Linked DNA regions of Mus musculus: region 2 is linked to region 1. The links are chromatin contacts, called in public Hi-C maps. All regions are on one chromosome and are shown on one strand. Each heading gives the region's core, a stretch centred on a gene start, on an enhancer-like site or on the middle of the called end of the contact. The rest is flanking DNA. Distances are from core to core; before and after follow the strand shown. Region 1 has its middle 24 kb from the start of 4933402C06Rik. Region 2 holds the start of Vstm2b (V-set and transmembrane domain containing 2B).

Region 1 (2,700 bases), core at 146-2,645:
AGACTGAAGCTGGACTCAAGAAGCTAGTGTGGGACATTATCACACAGGAGTAGCTGGGGCTCAAGATGAGCCTGGTAATGAAGAACCCTGGTGGGATCTATGGAGAGGGGAAGAAAGAAAGCTGTGAGTAGACTCTTAGGAGCAGCAGAGCTGAGTGAGTCAGGCAGTTCACCCAGGACCCACCTACAGGGATGTAATGTCTATGATACAGTTTCACTGGTCCCTTCTGGTGCTTGGTGAAGGCATGCTTCCCACGTGGGTCAAGCAGCAATGGTACCCATTTGAGGACAGCAGTGAACAGTTTTTGTTTGTTTGTTTGTTTGTTTTGTTTTGTTTTGTTTTCCAGAAACAAGGATTACATTCCCTCCCTTCTTTTTTATTTCCATGGAGAAGAGCCATTTTGCACCTGGGAGTAGTGCACCAATTTCTATGGACTGCTAGAATTCAGAATAGCCTCGTGAACAGGAATGGACAATCTTGTTGACAGTGACAATATTTACAAAATATGCTCTGACATTATAAAGGGGAGTAGAGAGTGGAGAGGTGTCTACTCTGCACAGCCCTGAGGACAGTGTGGAAATGACCCCTCCTCTGCAGCATTCCCCTGGCTTCATGACTCTTGAGCACAGAGCAGCGCTCATAGCCCAGATAACCTGCTGGATCCAGGGCCCTGCGCAAGTAAGAGGAACGACATTCAGATCCAGCTCAGCCTCAATGCTGTGGTCATTTTCCCGAAATGTGACTTGGATATGAAGTGTCTTTAATGAGCTGAAGGCTTAGTCCTCACGGCCATGTTCAGAAGTGAGGCTCTGGAGAGGCAAGTGAATCACGACGGCTCTGGCCTCAGAGGTTCATAATTAGAGTATTGGAAAGGGGTGAAACTGTGGCGGCTGAGACCTGACTGGAGGAAGGAAGTAGCTGGGGGGTGGGGGGGGGGTAAACAATGTGCCTTTGGAGGATATATCTTATTCTCCCCTCCTTTCCCTCCTCTCCTCACCCCTCCCCTCCTCTCCTCTCTTCTTCTCTCCTTTCCTCTCCTCCCCTCCCCTCTGCTCTACCCTTTCCTCCCCTCTCTTCTCCCCTCCCTTCCCTTGCTGGTTTATCTCTTCCTCTCCCTCTTTCTCTCCTTCCCTCTTTTCTCCTTCTTTCCTTTCCCCCTCCTTCTTCTCCTTCCCTCCCACAATAAAGAAAGAGCTTTGCTCTCACGCATCCTTACCACATGAGGTCTAAGATTTGAATTCCTGTACGCCATAAAAACTTTCATGACCCTGGCAAGCAGTCCACTGCTTCTGGCAATCCGTGCTCATCTGTTTCTGTAGACTGTGATAACACAGGCCTGCACTGTGTCTGGGGCCCTTCCTACAGGGAAGGATAAAGCATAAAAAAAAAAAAAAAACCCAACTCAGGCTACAGCCCTGCTGTTGAGTCACAAGGATGGAGGTAGTGGCTCTGCAGTATTCAGGGCCTAGTGCTCATTTTACACTATTATGTAACAACCTGCCACAAACAGCACACATTCGTGAGCTTTCATTTTCCAAGGCTGAAGTCATGAAGTCAGTGAACTTGATCCTTCCCAGCTCGTTCAGCATGTGGTCAGAAGTCACAGAAGTCAGCTCCCTGGACATACAGGACTGACATTCATGTTTTCTTGTGAGCTGTTGGCTATCATCACTCTTAGCTTCCAGTCACCTCTGCTCTCCTATTCATAACCCCCATTGTCAGATCACAGTATCAGTGTCTGACTTCTGCCAATCCAGAAAGACTCTGGCCCATGCTTGAATCTCTCTGATATTTCTGCTTTGTACTCTAGACCCATATTTAAATGAGTCATGCTAGGCCCAAAAATAATCTCCTTTTGTTACCTCAGCTCATATGTGTGGTGTGTGTGTGTGTGTGTGTGTGTGTGTGTGTGTGTGTGTGTGTGTGAAGAGAGAGGGGGGGGAGGGGGGGAGGGGGTGGGGGCGAGGGCGAGGGAGAGGGAGAGAGAGAGAGAGAGAGAGAGAGAGACTATCCATCTATCTATTTGGTCAATTGATAGATGGATACTGGAGATTGCACCCAGGACCTAGTTTATGCTCTATTTCTGCATTATGTCCAGCTCTGATTAGCATTCTTAAGCTCATAGGTAAGTCATGCAGCAAAATAATGAAGATAAAGCCCCCATAGTATTCATACACTCTCAGTTTCTGACACACACAAAAAGGCTGAATTATACAAACTGTACAACTGGGGCAGGAATCCACTTTTAGAATTCAGCAGTCAAGGCACCTCAATTGGAGCACAGCCATAGCCAATCCAGATGTGCCTTAGCTCAGTGCCCCCTTGACAGCTCATACCAGCCAGGCAGTCACTGATACAGACAAAACATCCCGCAGTGACCCTGTTGGTGAGGGAAATCTGGACAAAGGGTGCATTGCCTTCGTGGTGTGGAATTGTTGGCCTTGGTTAGCTGGCTTCTCTTTGAAAGTCTAAGATCTGAGGTGTGTATCTATGTACATATTATACATATGCATGCATGTGCATACACATGATTATGTGTGCAATATGCAGAATGTTTGATTATGTGTGAGCATACAGATGGAAGAGCACAACTCAGACTGAGCAGGACTGGCTGAGCTGAGCTGAGCCATTCATTGGACAGGTCTCTGCCCAGAACATAGACAATTAATTACCTCTTATTCTTCTCTCTGTTCTCAAGCT
Region 2 (2,700 bases), core at 166-2,665, 200 kb after region 1:
CTTAGGAAGGCAGACTGAACTCTCTAGGTGGCTAAAAGATATGACCCATTCTAGGTGAAGGCCAGGGAAGGTTCAGGGATACAGAAGATGCAAGCGTGGAGGATGGGCTCTGGAACGTGTACTCCACCTCTGCCTGCTTCCACCCGGGGGCTGGAGGATCCCCTTTGCTTTGGGTACAGAGTGGGAAATGGCCAGGAAGAGCTTGCTTGCAAGGACACAGGGACTAGCCCTCTCTCTGGGCAGGAAGACGGTCCCCACCCAGAAACCTCCTGAGCCCTGAGTCGTGCCCGGCGCTCCCCATTTCACCCCACCCGCACCACCTCTGCTGTCACTCACGGCCACTGCCTGCTGGCTCCCTGGTGCGCTCCGCGCCACAGGCACCTGCTCGCCCGGCGCTGGACGCTCAGTTCTTGTTCCCACACTGCGGACTCCTAGTCTTCACTGTCACTTGGTCTTGCTGCTGGCCGGACATAGCACTCCTCCCTTCTTGCATTCCCCTGGAGCCCACCCACCCGCCATGGCCCGGGTCTGGGCCAAAGAGTGGCGTGGCTCGTGGTCCAAACCTGGGTAAGGAGTTGGAGACACTGGGGGCTGCGGAGAGGGTGGGGGACACACAGAAAGCAGGGTGGAGCAGCTGTCTCCAGAGATGGACACTGGGAAGAAGCCAGGAGTTTGGGTGGGAGGACCCCCTAAGCAAAGCAGACGCGGGGTGGGGTTGCGCTGCAGCTAGAGAGATGGTGGTCGCTACGAATGACCCCGCGGCGGGGGCGGGAGGTGGGGGACGACGGGGTAGGGGCGGGGCGGACTCCGAGAGGAGGGCGGGGGTGATGCTGTGGAGGAGGCTGCTCGCCACCCAGCCACTGACCGCCCCCTCCATTCCTCTCCCCTCCCCCCTTTCCCCGCCTCTCTCGGGCTGCGGGTCGGCCACGCTGGACCCGCTCTCCCCGCGCTGCGCTACGGTCGGACGCCAGGTCTGCACGCCGCGGCTGAGCGCCCACTCGCCTTGAAGAGTGAGCGGTGGAGAAACCAGCGGGGGCGGCGGCGGGAGAGCTCCCCGGGAGTCGGAGGAGGTGGCAGTCGGGAGCCCAGCCAGAAGGAGACCAGGAGGCAGACGTTGGTGCCTTACAGGCACTCACTCCCTTCTCCAAGGATGGATCCTGGCGCAGTCCGGCAGTTTCCTGGCCCGCCCGCCAGAGTCTGAACTGCGGATCCCTATTCTCCTGTGGAGCACCGGACTGAAGGAGGTACAGACCGAAGGATCCTCCTGGAGGGACCTCGTCTCCTGCGTCCCCCGCGTAGCGCCCCCCGCCGGAGCCGCGCCGGGCCAGCCGGCAAGGAAGCTGGGCTGATTGGCGGCCGCCGGCGGCCAGGGGAGGGGGCGCCGTGCGGGGCCATGGCAGGCTCCGAGGCGTCCTAGCCGGAGCTCGAGCCGGAGCCGAGCCCAAGCTGCCGCCGCCGCCGCCTCTCCGCGCCGGGCCCCCGCCGCCGCCGCAACCCTGCGGGAGATGGAACAGCGGAACCGGCTCGGCGCCCTCGGATACCTGCTACCTCTGCTACTGCACAGCCTGCTGCTCTTCGTGGCCGACGGTGAGCGCGGGAACTTCGCGGCCGCGATGGGCTCAGGGGACCCTTTGCTAAGGCCACGGAAGTCTGCCCGCTGGCCACCGCGGAGGAGGAAAGGAAGCGGCAGGCTTTACGGTCTCCAGCAATTCGGGTGTGCAACCCAGGCTGGGAGTGGGTAGGAGCACGAGCGCAGAAGAGGGTCTCTGCAGCTGTGGCGTCCGCTTAGGGAGTCCTTTCACCCAGTCCCCGCTAAGCAGAGGAGGCCTGCAGCAAGCCAGAGTTGGCGCTTCCCAGCCCAGCTCCAGTGATACGGCCCTACCTCCCCTAAACCCTGCACGACCTGGAGGGGAGTAGCCTGCAGCAAGTGGCGGACCCCCGCTGCCACCTTTGCAGCTGCTCCCTGAACTTTGCTGGAGCCTCTCGCCCAGGGTCACTTAGTAGCTGGGGACAGGAGTGTGGGTGAGCCCAAGGCCCGGTAGCAGGAGACCGACCGCCTCAGCCTCGGGTAGCCCCAAGCTCTCCCAACCCTACCCCCACCTCGCCTATCCCCTGGTCACGCCTCTCTCTCCCGCCCCCAGCTACATTCACCGAAGTCCCCAAAGATGTAACCGTGCGAGAGGGTGACGATATCGAAATGCCCTGCGCGTTCCGGGCCAGCGGAGCCACCTCTTACTCGCTGGAGATTCAGTGGTGGTACCTCAAGGAGCCTCCCCGGGAGCTGTTACACGAGCTGGCGCTCAGCGTGCCGGGCGCCCGGAGCAAGGTAATCCGCTGCCCTTCGCTGCACCCGTGCTTACCCGACTTCTTCCAGTGGAAGTGAGGGGTACCTCCACAGGGCGCTGCCCTGTCGCTCAGCCACCTCCCGTCCTCTGTATCTCCACAGTATTGACAAAGTAAACGGATGTCCCCGGATGCTATAGGTTCTTTATCACTCTTTCCCCTTCTCGCCCAGCCCCTGAAAACCTACACACACCTGGCCCAATTTTCCTGCTCATGCAAGCTAGCTTTGGGACTATACTCTGATGGGTGCTAGCGTGAGAAAAAAAGCAGATCACTTGATTCTGGCAGGCTCTCTTCTGCCACTCTGGGGTCCCAGGGCCAAGGAGTTCAGCTCCTTCAGATTGTGTTTATGTGGTA

Evidence for each region. Hi-C and Micro-C count contacts between places; a contact is called where the count stands out from the background.
Region 2: a Hi-C map of uterus shows a contact between it and region 1, with 2.2 times the contacts expected there. The contact joins the promoter of Vstm2b here to the enhancer-like site in region 1. A contact is called at or near these places in 1 of 39 promoter capture datasets (hippocampal neurons), 5 of 484 Hi-C or Micro-C datasets (cerebellar granule neurons, myocytes, nephron progenitors and 1 more), 2 of 115 datasets of contacts at active chromatin or transcription factors (neural progenitor cells and stem cell-derived neural progenitor cells) and 4 of 9 other capture datasets (adipose tissue, embryonic stem cells, liver and 1 more).

Annotation. Positions count from the first base shown.
Region 1 is chr7:40,697,011-40,699,710 of GRCm38.p6, forward strand. No RefSeq gene overlaps it. Among named protein-coding and RNA genes, the nearest start is that of 4933402C06Rik, 24 kb to the left of the region's middle. Within about 2 kb of position 1,396, at least 14 of the 459 cell types and tissues checked have an H3K27ac peak or open chromatin away from gene starts, as enhancers often do. A contact at or near this core is called in uterus, where this site is marked.
Region 2 is chr7:40,897,863-40,900,562 of GRCm38.p6, forward strand. It overlaps Vstm2b (V-set and transmembrane domain containing 2B), which reads left to right and starts at 1,416. Exons shown (of 5, transcript NM_021387.3): 1 at 1,416-1,587; 2 at 2,142-2,326. The coding sequence starts at 1,506. It overlaps A230077H06Rik (RIKEN cDNA A230077H06 gene), which reads right to left and starts at 462. Exons shown (of 5, transcript NR_040329.1): 1 at 337-462.